Linked DNA regions of Rattus norvegicus: region 1 is linked to region 2. A link is a contact called in public Hi-C data. All regions are on one chromosome and are shown on one strand. The core of a region is the stretch at or near the end of the contact, and the rest is flanking DNA. Distances in the headings are between cores, read along the strand shown. Region 1 holds the start of Slc35b1 (solute carrier family 35, member B1). Region 2 holds the start of Dlx3 (distal-less homeobox 3).

Region 1 (7,206 bases), core at 2,075-4,574, 260 kb before region 2:
TCTGGCTTCTGTTGCCTGGAAACCCAGGGAAGCACACTCCAACATTCTTTCCTCCTCTGCTCTTGGGTATCTCTGAGCTCACACGGGTAGCTAGGCACAGTCCTTAGAGCACTCCTCTCCAGGAGAGCTTCCTTAGCTATGGCTAAATATTTCAGGCTTCTTGTTATGGCCATAGCAGAGCCAGGGACCTGAGTCAGGCTTTCCGCCTGCCTTGTTGGGGCTGTCCTTGGTGGAATCTGCTGAAAAGACTGTGTCACAACAGGACTGCGTACCAGAAGGAGCTCTCCAAAGCCGACCGTGTGCTCTTCTATCCCAACCACCTTCTTGGGCTTATACATGAAAAGAGCCACGCCAGCCACAATTAGCAACACACACAGGTACTTGGCCAATGGGTACTTCTTCTTCAAGAGGGTCACTCCGAGGAGCATAACTATAGAAAAACAAACGACAGTAAAAACTCAAGGCCCCATTGGTGTCAGTGACCCCAACATCCTCCTCCTGAGAGCCACATCAAGACTGAAGGAGAAACATTTGAGAAAGAAGCCTTCCAGAGGGCGAGGTGGGAGGGGTGTCACGCTGGCCCCTAGATAAAGATGATTGAGCAACAGGGCTTGAGTAGTAGCTAGGTGGAGAAAAGAGAGGACAAAAGTCAAAGGTCCATGAAGGACCTGGGAAGGGTGGAGAGCCAGGAGGGGAAGACCAGACACTGAAAGGAAGAGATCAATCAGATTGCTGGCCCGAATGGGATTCCAGGTGTGTGGTGACAATGTAAACAGGGGACACTACAGTAACTGAGGACACAGAGTAGGCAAGGTTAGCCTCTGGTTCCCACTTGGCCTGTGCATAACACAGGAAGCAACACCGGTGACAGGAAAGACACTAGAGAGACCTACAATGGGATGATGACACCCAGAGCCACTCGGAAAGAGAGGAAGACAGAGTTCACTGTCTCTGCTTACCTGGGATTGGCTTGCAGGATTTACCAAGGACCTGAAATAAAAGTGAGCAAATAATTCCTAAGCCTCTGTGGTGTGCCAGGAAGTACATCAGTTGCTGCGTTAAGAGGCATTAGCACTGGACCTGAACCCCACAGGTTGGCCTCAGGAGGCAGCCCTTTTATGGCCAAACCCAAACCTGTGCCCCAACTCTATGTCCTAAACTCTACACTCTTTCTCAAGCATAAACTCTTTGAATGTTTCTTCCTTCCTTTTTTTGTTTTTTGTTTTTTTTTTTTTATTTTGAACATAGTTTCAAATTTTGTTTTAAACATAGTTTCAAGTTTTGTTTTGTTTTGAATATAGTTTCCAGTTTTGTTTTGAACATAGTTTCAAGAAGCCCAGCCTGGCTTTGAACCGGATACACTGCTACAGTTGAACATGATCTTGAACCTCTTGATTGTGATCCTCCAGCCTCTACCTCCCGAGTGCAAGGACTGCAGGCAAGTGGCACCAAGCCTGACCCATGCAGTGTTGGGGATGGAACACTGGTCTTCACCCATGCTAAGCCAGCTCTACCGAGTTAGATCCCTAGCCTTGTGGGATTGCTTCCATTTATTTAAATCACAGACCTGAGGGGAGGTGAGGGATGATCCCCCTTAGTCCTGTCCACACAATTTCTGAGCCAACTCTCATCTCACCCTGAGATTTCACCTGAGTTGGATAGTTGACAAACTGTAGTGCTGAGTTGCTGGAGACCATGGCGCCCACATAGGAGACAGAGCAGGCAGCATAGAGCCAGGTCCGAGTGCGATCCACCCTGGCAGTGTCAAAAAACTGGATCACTGGGAGAAGACAAAAAATAAAACAAAAACAAACAAAACATACAAGAGAAACCCGGTGGGGCAAGGATGGACCACTAAGCAAAGAGTTGAGGCCATGTGAAAGAAACTTGCCTGTCAAGAAAGACAGCTATTTCTATCCTCTTAAGCTGGGAAATCTGAAAATTATTCATCTCCCCAGTTCCCCTTAAGCCTAACATGACCACATGCAGAGTGGTGGTAGGGATTCATTGAGTTCAAGAAAGGATGGCTTAACTCTGCTGATAGGAACAAAGACGTGTTTGAAGCTGACACACAAGGCAAAGTCAAAGGGATAAAGGGGAAAATGTTCTAAGTGTTTTCAATGGGAATTTGGAATATAGAGGGCCCAGTCATTTCTAACTCAAAAGTAGGTATAATTTAGAGGCCTAATATTTTAATCTCATTTCACAGCCATTGGTTTTACAGACCGCAGAGAAGCTGTTTAAATACTCAAGGGTATGGAGGTAGGGAAAAACTTTGATTTTTAAAGATGAATCCACATCTATGCCCAGAATATGGGAGAAAGGAGAGTGCGCCCAACAAATTACTATGAGGTACTCACAGATCTTGGCAAACATAGCATTGATCACACACTGGATGAAAACCAAAGTTAAGGCAAAGGTGAATGTCTCCTGTTTGGGTCCTTCTCCATACTTTCCTCTTGTTCTGTGATGAAACACATAAAAAACGAGGGGAGAAATCATTATGTGTCACTCAGTGTCATCAAGTATGCTCGGAGCCACTGAGAGCTTTGGAAGTATCATGCTTTTGTAGATGTAGTTAGAGTTAGTAAGCTTTCCGAGTGTATTTACCCACAGAGGCAGATTTGACTTAAGCCTAAAAACTAGATACCAGCCTACTGATACCATAGCCTGAGGAAAGAATAACCATAATGGACAAAGGTAGGGGCAACTAGGAAAGTCAGACAGCGGAACAAAAGTATCCCCTGTAGAAAAATAAAGCAAGACCGAAGGCAAGAAGATTAACCGTGTGCAACACCTCAGGGCTAAAAAAAAAAAAAAAAAAAAAAAAAAAGGACCTGGCTCAGGCCATGGAACGCTCTTGGAATCAACAAAAGTAAAAATATCTAAAGGAAGAAAAGAATCGTGTCCCAAAACTCCTGAGGCCGGCCCTGGTATTTTAGAATTACAAGGATGCTCAGCTAGCAATGCATAATAGCAGGGTGCAAAAAAAGGTCAGAGGGCCGAGCCGGAGAAGAGGAAAACCTGTACCAGACACAGGAAGCCCGAGGATTAGACTGTAAAATGGACGGTGGGGACTGGATTCCAGCCCTGGCTGGGGGATGTTAGCAGTCCTGCCCCCTCAAGGGTCTGCTCACATCTTCTCCTGCAGGATCCCATAGTAGAAGTAGCAGACAAAGACACCCAAGAAGCAGAGTGGTAGGCGCAGCCTGTCGGGCACCAGGGATCTGCTAGCGGCCATGAGACGCAGGGACGAGTCGGCCGGAGATCCGTTCAGAACAGGTAGCGGTACCGGCGGCGAAGGCGAAAGCTCCAGGCGGACATCGCCGGCCGGCGGCAGGGACCTCATAGGAGCTGCGTGCGACCGCCGGCTCGTAGGCCGGAGCAGCCAACTCCAGATATGCCAGCTCAGAGCTTCCGAGAAGGAAATGCCTCCCGCCCCAGAAGGAGCGTTCTAGGAAAGAAGGCAGGCTTTAAAACCATTACGCCATTCCTGGTGGCCAGGAAAGTCGGCCATATCGAGGTTAATGTCTCATCTTTTAGATTTTTCCGATCAGGCAACGCCTAGGACACCTACAACCCGGAGCTCGGCGGGGAGGCCTAGGAGTTTACGCGGCGTATAGTGATGACGTACAAGTATGTGGATGTTATCAATTGGCTACGAGGAGTGAAAATAGACAGCTGGGCGGAGAAAGAGGCGGTGAGGTCTAGGGGAGTGAATCAAAGTCTTTTTTGCAGTTGGCTGTCAGGCCGCGGCTGGGTCCTAACGCCAAGAACGCTTCATAGAGCCGTAGCGCCCTCTAGCCGCTGGCCAGCGTCAGCGACTCCAACCCTGTCTACCCTACATTCAAGACCTGGCTGAGATGTACAGGTTCTCTTCTTAGGACACATTACTAAGTTTTCATGGCAGGGAGCCACTGGTCAGGCTCCGTGATAGATCAGGGCTCTTATCACTTAGGGGCAGCACAGTACGTGTTGCTTAAATTCCGAGCTACGGATTTCTCACTCTGTAAACGTAGTAATTAATAATAACCACCCTGTCACTGATTGAATGTTCTGAAGATTAAATGAGCTAAGGTTTGCCAAACTGTTTTATAAACTGTAAAGTGCGCTGTGCAACTTTAAAGTATTATTAGTCATCACATTTTCTCAACTCTAATCGTATTTCCTCACCTCTTCGGGGTGAAAAATCCAAGTTTATTGAAATGCCTTAAAAAAAAAAAAGACATGATCTCGTGTAGCTCAGGCTGTCCTTGAATCTATATAGGAGAATGACGTTGAACTCACAATTCTTTTCGCTCCACCTCCCTTCCAAGTACTTTTTTTTTCTTTTTTCTTTTTTCTTTTTTTCGGAGCTGGGGACCGAACCCAGGGCCTTGCACTTGCTAGGCAAGTGCTCTACCACTGAGCTAAATCCCCAACCCCTCCCTTCCAAGGACTTAAGTAAACTTTAAGACCTTGCAACTATCCAATGAAGTAACCCCTCACAATACACCTCTGCCTATTAGTGGTCTCATCCATGAACTTCTCACTGATTAAACAGTTGGGTCTCCACCTGCTTCCCTAGAATTGTAAAAGGGAGACTAACACCAGGTCACCAAGTCCTCCATCTAAAACTGTCCAAATTTTCAGGCAGTCTTGGGTCTTGGGGTTGCTTTTCTCTTCTAGCAGCTTTGCTCCTTTGGCACAGCTTCAGGCAAAGGAAGGAAAAGCAGGCAGCACCACACCCATCACTGGGGACCTGACTCACTAAGGCTTTGGGGACAAGCCAGACATCTTTCAGGGCTAGGAGGACTAAGAAAAAATAGGGTCTGTCCCTTGCCTAGTGTCACCTTTTGGGAGACACTGTAAGTTTTACTCTCTTGCCCTTTGGTTTACTCTCCTGGATCAGCAGACACTTCCCAGGCAACCAAATAGTAACTGGGTGAGTCTGGATTCCATTTCTGCCTTTTATTTATCAACTGGGACCTCAAACAATTCACTTGACCTAGGTTGAGCTTCCCGGTGTTATTTATTTATTTGTTTGTTTGTTTGTTTGTTTGTTTGTTTATTGGAGCTGAGGACTGAACCCAGGGCCTTGCGCTTGCTAGGCAAGTGCTCTACCACTGAGTCAAATCCCCAACCCCCCTGGTGTGTTTTTTATTTTTATTTTTATTTTTATTTTTCCAAGACAGGATTTCACTGGCTGACTGTCCTGGAACTCTCTGTAGAGCAGGTTGGCCTCAAACTCGAGATCCACCTGCCTCTGACTCCTAAGTGCTGAGATTCAAGGGTGTGCTGCTGCCACCACCACCTGAGTTTCCCCATGTGACATCACTGGCAATAATCAAAGGGGAGCTCTTTGGTTAGAAAGCACCAGCTGTGAAGTGATCAGGGTTCCAATCCTTATTCCCCTATGTGGTGCAGTCGTTTTGGAAAAAGCTGTTTAATCTTTTGGACCTTCCTTCACTCAGACTGGTTCTTCTTTCCCAAAAGTTGTCCTATTTTCAATGATATTCTCTTAAAGCCTCTAATTTGGTTTGCTGGTGGTTACCAAACCAATGGATAGTACTTGGGATAGCCTGGCCTGTGGGGTGAGGGGAGGGTTCCTTAAGTCTTTTGTTGAAATGCTTCATGAATTCCAGGCACTAACAGAAGGTTGGGATGGCGATTCCCACTTCCCTCAAATGTCTAAGAGCTCTTACATCTCAGAGGCTGTGAAAGGACAAGGATGGTTCCTGTGTCCCCTTCAGGGTTGCACACTCTTGCCTTGGGTACTCACTGAAACTACAGGCATAATGCTGTCCCAGCTGCAAGCTATTCACTGGTCTCACTTTCCTGAAAGTACAAGGAGTACTTGTAATGCCAGACTGTCTCCCTTCAATTGTCCTCATACTCTCTTTCAGGTCCAATGTTCCTCAGGAGCCTTTGGGTACTCTTATTAGGATGGTACCCTTCCCAAATGACTTCCATGTCCACTTGCAGGACACATCATGTTCTCCGTTCTAGACAAGACTTCATGAGTCTACTGTTAGTGTGTCTTTGTGAAGAGTCTCTAGCAAGGCCCATCCATACAGCAATTAGTCCACTCTATGTTAAATGGAGGTTCCTTCTCTTGAAGATAGGCTACGGTAATGGATACAATACCTTCCATTCTACCTCACGCCTCCCATCCCAGGTATTCAGAAAACTCAAACTGCTGGAACACTTATTTATTTGGTCTAATAAATCAAGATCTGCAAAAAACAAACAAACAAAAAAACCCACAATAACCTCTAAACATAAGATAAGAAACCTCTAACATTAACATTCTTCAATTTTGAGTAAGCTCTGCAGTACGGAAAATATACAAACTTCAAATAGCTGCAAAAATAGTGTCTTTGGGTGAAAATAGAGTTTCTACATCAATACAAGAAAAATAGGCATTTTTCTAATTCAATCCAACCCTGGGGTGGGTAGAGGATATGGAGCTGCTATGTGTCCCCTGGGGCAGGTGGAGGGTATGTGGCTGCTACATGCCCCCTGGAGGAGTGCCAGATCCTTCTTCCCACTCTTCATTTTGGGCCGGGATGCTGCTTAAGACAATCTTCAGTCAGGGTAAAACTGAGATGAAAATGCCACTTGGGAAATCTCGTGGTCCCCTGCCAACAGACGATTGGTCAAGTGTTCTGGCCCCGAGGACCACTCTGGTCAGCTCCTCTAGGAAGGAGGCATCTATCTGGTCTGCCTTTCTGTGTCTCTAGAAGTGGAACTGTCAGAAAGCCTGTGGCATTTCCCCTTCCTTTCTCAGTCACAGCCAACGTGTTCCATGACAAGAGCCTCTTAAAAGTCATTTGAACTCACACTCTGGGCTGGAAGATTCAAGACCTTCTAGTGGGTGAGGGAAGCTGCAGGTACACAGTTGTGAGCTGCCTAGCTGCTAGCGGAGGAGGTAAGTCTCCTCCCTTTTGGAGGGGCTGATGTCCACCAAAGGACCTGGGGCTTTGACACAATTAATGAAAGTGCTCAAAGGCCAAGAGGGAAGGGCTCCTCCATCCCCCAGCTTGGAAAGCCAATGAAGAGCTTGCCACCAAGGCACTATTCTCCATGGTAAAGTGTGGTAGGGGTCTGGGGGACTCAGACTACCAAGGAGCTCTGGAAAAGCACAGACTCTTCTGATGGTGGCGTGCGCTGCCATGGCTCAAATGGCAGCGAGGAGGCCTTGGAAGCTTCTGGATCCTTCCGAGG
Region 2 (7,658 bases), core at 1,820-4,319:
AGTAAATGCTCAGTAAAAGGCACCCTGAGCAGGAACCGAGCAGTTGGTGGTATTTTGCCCACATTAGAGGCCCTTCACTGAAGTTCACATATAAACTGGGATAAACACACACCCACACATGGTACCTCCCCACTCAGCAACATACCCACGCAGCCTCACACAGCCACCAGACAGTAAAGCTATAAATGCATGCAGATAACACCCAGATAAGCACCCACAACACCAACACTCAGGCATGGAGGGCTCCTAAGGCTCTGACTGGGTCTTAGGGGTGACCCAGGGACTCAGGGGCAGGTGAACCACAATTCCTGAGTCTCTAAATTTCCCTTGGGGTATCTCCCCCTCCCCCTGCTTCTCTCCACCCCATGACTGGTACAAACAATGATTCAGCTTCTCACCAGGTGACCCAGATTCCCGATGGACCAGGCCCCACACAGCCCAGCCGCAACCAAAGCCAGCCTGTCAACACCTGTAGGGAGCTAGGCACCCGACATTCCTCCCCAGAGCTGTGGGGCTGCTTGGGGTTTAGAGACAGGTAAGAGGGTGGGGGTGGACTTCCTACTTTCTGATCCCTAGGTGGTCCTTTTAGTGGAGAACCTCTCTGCTTAGGCGTTTGGGTGGGAAGCAAGATCATGACGTTTTTATACAAGCATACTTTGTGTGTGTGTGTGTGTGTGTGTGTGTGTGTGTGTGTGTGTGTGTGTGTTCGCGCGTGCGGGTCCCATCACAGATAGTTGCGTTCTGTTTGCAAAAAAACCCTTAAAGGACCCTATTCTTTTTTTTTTTTTTTTTTTTTTTTTTTTTTTGGTTCTTTTTTTCGGAGCTGGGGACCGAACCCAGGGCCTTGCGCTTCCTAGGCAAGCGCTCTACCACTGAGCCAAATCCCCAGCCCCAAAGGACCCTATTCTTTATGTGAGTATTTCCTGGAATGTCACACGTAAATCCTACACGCACATACTTCATACTTCGCTTGGGAGAGAGGCGACAGGGGCTCCTACGTCCTATAACGTTGCTGAGGGTCTTGGGAGCTAGGAGTTCTGGGGTGTAGGGGAGGGCATGTCTCTGTGACAGACATACACAGTTGCGTAAGTTCACAAAGATGCACACTGCACCTTTCTATGCTCACTCGCTACTGTAACCCTTTCTTTCAAAGCTGAGACTCAGCCACTCATAGCGCAGGCAGGAGTCCCTACAATGGGCTGCGGGGCAAGGGCTGGGGGTGGGGGTGTTTAACCGGCCAGCCAGGCTCAGAGGTACCTAGGGAATCCCCAGGTCCCTCATGCTCCCATCTCCCTCCAGAGACCCTGGAGCGTTCAGTACTAACCTGTGTTTGTGTGAGGCCCAGCTGTGCAGCTAGCTCGGCGCGCTCAGGCAAGGCCAGATACTGGGCTTTCTGGAAACGGCGCTGCAGGGCAGCCAGCTGATAGCTGGAGTAGATCGTTCGCGGCTTTCGGACCTTCTTGGGCTTGCCGTTCACCATGCGTACCTCGGCTTCCGGCTCCTCTTTCACCGACACTGTAAGGGGAAAACACCAGTTTAGTCTCAGCCTGCGACCCCCGTGTTTTCCATGAGTTCCCACCGAGGCCGCACCCTCCGGCCCACTGATCTCCCCGAGACTTCTTGGAGGAGCGTTGTGCCGCCCGCGCCCAGGGAGGGAACCGCAGCGACCCAGCCGGACCGGCGGCCGCCCACGACGCGGCGCTCCCAGCTCGGCACCCGGGGCCCCCGAAGCGCCGGCCCCGGCGCCAGCAACCGACTGGGCGAGGACCGCGCAGCTCGCTCCAGACGCCTTCCCGGCTCAGCCACTCTTCTTTAGTGACCCACCTAACCGCGGTGGCGTCTCCCACTCCTGGTCCCCACTCCCCATCCCCTTTTAATAAACTTCCTAGTTCAGGTTAATTTGTTTCAAGGGCAGTACCATTGTTTTCTCAGTCTCTTTCCTTTCTCTCTGTTTTCTTTTCCTTCCCTCTCCTTCCTTTCCTCCGTTCTCTTCTTTTTCTTACTTCCCTCTCTCCCTTTTCCTTTCCTCTGTTGCTTTCTGCTGTGCTTTTTCTCATCCCACCCCATTTCTTTCTCACTGTCCCCACTTCTCTCTCCACATCTCTACTTCTCAGTCTTTCCTTCCTCCACTTCTGGGACTTCTTTGGGTCTTTCTCCACGTGCCTTTCACTACTACGGGTTTCCCGGGACGGGCGTCCAGAAGAAGGGCCCTGGAACCTCCAGCCCTCGCTGCCCCCGCTCAAGCCCTTGGCGACCCTCTTGGGTTACCGGCTCTAATGCCAGAGGGATCGCGACACTGAAGGTTCCCTTGATCAACCAGAGAGCACTCCCGATGGCCCCGGCTGCCCCGGAATCTCCAGGAGACCGCAGCGCACAGTTCGAGTCTCTTCCGAGTGTGGTTCGCCCCTCTGGAAGTCATCTAACCGGGTCTCCTCTAATCTTCAACTCTTCCATTTCTTAACCTTGAGGTGCCCTAGGTTTCAGCATCCATTGCCAGACATCCTCTCGCTTGGGAACCTTATAATCCCTCGCACCCTCTCCACAACCCGGTTTCCTCACCTGGGTCCTGGGCAGGCAAAGGCTGCTCCCGGTACGCTCCATACTGTCGGTAGGATCCCCCGTAGGTATATTCCGACTTGGGCGAGTAAGCGCCGGTGCCTGCGAGCCCATTGAGATTGAACTGGTGGTGGTAGGTATAGGGGTTCACCGTCTGGCCGTAGGGCTGGCCCGAGTAGTAGTCATGTTGGGGAGCGCTGTAATAGCCCAGGTCAGTGACCGAAGACTCGGGCAGGGTGGGCGAGTCCTTGGAGCCCGCATGGCAGCTAAGCGAGCTGGAGATGTCGGTGAGGATGCTGCTGAGCTTGCGATCGAAGGAGCCGCTCATGCTGGCGAGCGCCGCAACACCCCCGGGCTTCCTCCGAGGAGCGCCGAACGGACGGAGGAGCCCAGGTGGGGTGTGTGTCCAGAGGGCGAGGGCAGGACGCGGTCGCGTCGGGGGTGGGGGTGGCCAAGGGGCGCCTAGACCATCGCCGGTCGTCGGTCAGTAGCTGCGTGCCTCTCTCAGCGTCCCAAGCCACAGTCAAATGCTGCCAGCTCCGCCCGGCCAGCCGGTTATAGACTCAATGTTGGAGTCTCCGAGGGAGGCTCCTGAGCGCTGATTGGCTGTAAGTCTTGCCTTCGAGGCAAAACATGCTCGCGCTTTCTCACTGGCTCCCCCAACCCTCTCAACCCTCTTTGTTGTTACCCCTAATGCACACACACACACACACACACACACACACACACACACACACACACACACACACACACACCACCGCCAGCACCACTATGTTCCTCCTATGCTCCACCTCAGATAAATTTTCCGAGTGTGTGGAGTGGCTGGCTGTGCAGAGCCCCCAGGATCTACTAGTCTGTCTGTTTTAGTGGCCAGGGGTGGGCTTAGGTGAGATGAGGAAGGAGGGGAATTTATCCATTGGGTGTTTATGGAAGGAGGTGGTCCTTGGTGATGTCTGTGTGTTGTATGCAAATGACAAAGTGGCAAGGACCCAGGGTCCAGGAAAATAATTTCGATCGCCCTTAAAGTTCGAAGGGGGAAAAAAGAAAAAAAAAAAAAAAAAAAGAAGACGAAAAAAAGGAATGTCCATGTTTTAAAAATGTTGGACTATATTAATATATTATCTTCATGACACTGCAGGTATGAAATGTAAGTTTAAAAATTATGAAGGAGGTTGGGGATTTAGCTCAGTGGTAGAGCGCTTGCCTAGCAAGCACAAGGCCCTGGGTTCAGTCCCCAGCTCCGAAAAAAAGAAAAAAAAATTATGAAGGAAGAATCTGACCAAGCAGAAGCACCTTGGGCCTGCAAGTCATTCGTCGGGCGTGGGAGCATCCTACCGGAGTAAAGCTGTATGGATTTAGGGGCTGCTTTAGAAGACGGAGATACCCCCAATTGTATGTGTTCCCCAACTGTATGTGTGCCATTTCAGAGGGACCAGGTTAAATGGCAAGAGCCATGAGTTGTCCCCTATGAGGCTGGCTTTTTGAGGCAGGCTCCCCTCAGTATGGGACAGCACTTGAGAGCACAGACGTTGTTAGGGGTTAAAGATGTATGTTACATCTTCCACAAAATGCAGACGGTCCACAGTGTGCCCACAAGTGAGGTCCACAAGAGTGCCCGTGAGAAAGTGTGCAAGTGTGTGTGTGTGTGGGGGGGTGAGGCAGTGGAAGTGTAGGGTTGTGAACGACTGACCAGACAGCTATGTGTACCCAAATGTGCACAGATGGATGCTCAGACCCGTCTGTCTCCAACAGATAGGAGCCAGGTACTTCATTCAATGTCTTCTGTCCATGAACGCCCTGATGAAGAGGCTTCTCATCCTGGAGCGATCTTCAACCCTCCTGTCTGTCTGGCTCTCTAAGTCCAGTTCCCAGGTAATTATATTTGCTGTTCCGGATGCCAATCATATTTCTCTATAGCACCCCCGTTTCTACTCCCAAATCTATCCGTGGAGGAAGGAGCCTTCTCCCAATTTCAGTTCCTATTACCCCCTCCATCCTCAGGCCTTCCTTACACATCTCGAACTTTGTATCTCCTTGCTTTGCCTAGCCAGGACACACAGTGCCAGCGCGCCACCTCGTGGTTGTTCCAAGGTTCTGCAATCTGCCTTAAGGCTGTCTTAAGGAGCTAGCAGGCAGAGAGGAAAGGGGTCTCATTCGGCTTAGAGTGTTGAGGGGGCGCGGTGAGATGTTTCAACGTTAGATCCAGCCACAGGATGCTAAGCCCGAAAAAACTTGGGCTTGGCGAGCTAGCAGGACCTGGTCCGGGAGCAGGGACAGGAATAGGTGACCGCCTGGCCTGGGCCGCCCCGGGAGGCCGCCGCGTGGGAAAGGTGGGGGCGGGGGCGGGAGAGGGGAGCGCTATCTGTCTGTCTATCTGAGCGTCCCCCCAGCTCCTATCGCCCGCCGCTGCGAGCTCGTGGCGGGACGAGTTGCCACCCGCTCTGGATGCCCTCTGTTCTTTTGCCAAGAGGGCGCCCAAGGAGCCCGGGGCGTTGGGGGCAGGAAGGGCACTGGGCTGCCGGTTCCCCTCCCAGGATGCAAGCGGGGGCGGCGGGGAGGGCCTGTTTTGGAGCCCCCAGCTGCCCACAGGGAAGGGACAGCGTCGGGCAAACTGTCTCGAGAGTTCGTTCATTCATTCATCTGGAGTGACAGGTGATTCGGAGATGCCCCAGTCTCCCCTCACCCCATCTGGGCCTGGCCGAGAGTGCGCACAGGAGCCTTGGGGTGGTAGTGAGTTATTTTAGGGTAATTTCCAAGGTCTGTTGTGCTCTAGAAACAGACTGAAATCACAACGGTAGCGTCAAGAAGCATTTAAGGCTGGGCGTGGCAGCGTATGCCTTTAACCCCAGCACTAGGGAGGCAGAGGCAAATGGATCTCTGTGTGTTCAAGGCCAGCCTGGTCTACAGAGCTAGTTCTAGGATAGCCAGGGCTACACAGAGAAACCCTGTTGAGGGGGGGAGAAGGAAGGAGGAGGAGGAGGAGGAGGAGGAGGAGGAGGAGGAGGAGGAGGAGGAGGAGGAGGAGAATTACTTAAAAACGGTTTGTGTGGTTAACACCTTGTCCCTGTTGCAGTGTGCTGGGGAATGCCTACCTCATTCACCATAATCCTTCAGATACATAAGATAGTCTTTGGGAAATGTTTGTTGAGTGACTAAATGAGAGGAGCTGGATCCCTTTGGTACTGTTCTAACAGAGGCCAGACTGAGGCTGAGGCATGGTTGATGGAAGGTCTGAAGCAGGCACAGAACTCATTCTCAATGGAATTGAGTTTGGAGTTGTTCCTGAGGGGTCCCTATGATCAGCAGGAAGGGAGCCACCAACAGCTGTGTGGTAGCTGGGCGGAAAGGCAGCCAGAAGATGCAGTAGGACTGGTGTCACCCACTGGACTTCATCTGGTCCAGCAAGATGAGCAAGTGTCAGCTAGCCAGAGTCCTGCTCCTGAAGGAGGGGTGAAACAAGGCGGCTGGTGACAGGTGACAGACCTCTAGGAGACCGACAGGAGTGAAGGGCGCTGGTTGGTGTCCAGGTCAAGGTCTACTGCACACACTGTCTCTGACATGGAGAAGAGGTGCCTGCTATGGTCCCGTTTCTTGGAGACCAGGTATCAGGCCAATTGGACACTACGAACCAGCAGAGGGATGACGAACCAGCAGAGGGATGACGTTCAGGAAAAGGATGGACCCTGGTGTGTAGGCAGGCTTGCTTTCTTCCTTGCCTGGGGACCTGGCGCCATCTAGTGGTCATAAGCAGGTAGTGTCTGAACCTCCGGAAAGCTGGAAATCAGCCTTCTGCAGCAACAGGACAAAGGTCCCCATAACTCTGTCTTGGATTACTCTCTGGTTTCCAGCTCCTTCTCTGTCTCCCATCTTTGTTTGGTCAATGACGCCTGTCTTTGGGTTTCTTGCTTTCAAGTCAGGGAGCAATTTTCACACCTTTCCAGAGTCTCATCCAGGTATAGTGTTTGTAGAGCTTCTACAGTGCGTCCACGTCTTGGGTGCCGATGAGCTGACATTCAAGTCAGACCTGATGTCCTCTTCATAGGGCCCAACTTGCATCCTGGGATGTGGGCACTCTGGGAACTGGTTGGTGTGGTGGGTGATGGGGTGAGGGTTGTATGGGCTGGCGTGGTAGAGAGGCAGGAGGGCATTGGAAGCAAGAACTGAAGAGGTGTGGGGTTTGGTCTATGAAAACAGGGATAGCAAGAAAGAGTGGTTTCCAGATGCTGGAAAAGGCTGTGCAAAGTCTTGGGGGAGCTGCCTAGAATTTAGTATGTGGGTGTCAGTGGCAGGGAGGCCCTAAAAGTGAGGGAGGGGCTCAGAAATCAGTCCTGGGAGTGGAATATCAGGACTATGTACTGTATTCATAGGCTGCAGAGAACCATTAAAAAGTTTTAATGGCTCAGTGGTTAAGAGCACTGACTGCTCTTCTAGGGGTTCCGAGTTCAATTCCCAGATGGCTCACAACCATCTGAAATGGGATCCGATGTCCTCTTCTGGTGTGTCTGAAGACAGCTACAGTGTGCTCACATAAATAAAATAAATCTTAAAAAAAAAAAAAAAGCCCAAACACAATTTTTTTTTAAAAAAGACTCACTTACATTATGTTATGTATCTGGGCATTTTTGCCTGCATGTATGTCTGGAACCCAAAAAAGGTCAAAGAGGTCATTTGATCCCCTGGGACCAGAGATAAGGATGGTTGTGAGCTACCATGTGGGTGCCAGGAACTGAGCCCTGGTCCTCTGCAGGAGCAAGGGATGCTGAGCCATCCCTTTTAACCTTAACTTTTAGGTAAATGGAAGGATGCAGTATATATTCTTTTGTCTTTGTCTCCGCCTTCCCCTCCCCCTCCGCTTCCCTCTCCTCCCCTCTTTCTCCTTCTCCCCTGCTTTGCATCATTCTCTTCCTTCGCAGCACTGGGGACGGCCTTATGATACATGCTGTATCATGGTTCTCCTAGCTCCGCCTGGTCTTGTTTTACTCAACACTGTATTGTAAGATGCACGCACGATGTGGAGTACACTGGCGCGTTCTGTGCGAGCCTCCTGTCATAGACTACACCACCGGGCATTTATCTGTTCTGCAGTTGACGGGGAATTTGGG

What was found. Hi-C and Micro-C count contacts between places; a contact is called where the count stands out from the background.
Region 1: a Hi-C map of Schwann cells shows a contact between it and region 2, with 6 times the contacts expected there. The contact joins the promoter of Slc35b1 here to the promoter of Dlx3 in region 2. A contact is called at or near these places in 7 of 12 Hi-C or Micro-C datasets (the A7r5 cell line, the Rat2 cell line, Schwann cells and 4 more).

The regions. Positions count from the first base shown.
Region 1 is chr10:80,821,090-80,828,295 of GRCr8, reverse strand. Slc35b1 (solute carrier family 35, member B1) reads right to left here and starts at 3,324. Exons shown (of 9, transcript NM_199081.1): 1 at 3,138-3,324; 2 at 2,361-2,464; 3 at 1,650-1,780; 4 at 960-990; 5 at 273-430. The coding sequence starts at 3,241. It overlaps Fam117a (family with sequence similarity 117, member A), which reads right to left. Exons shown (of 8, transcript NM_001109039.2): 8 at 6,177-7,206. The coding sequence ends at 7,096.
Region 2 is chr10:80,556,746-80,564,403 of GRCr8, reverse strand. Dlx3 (distal-less homeobox 3) reads right to left here and starts at 3,069. Exons shown (of 3, transcript NM_001105832.1): 1 at 2,560-3,069; 2 at 1,325-1,515. The coding sequence starts at 2,884.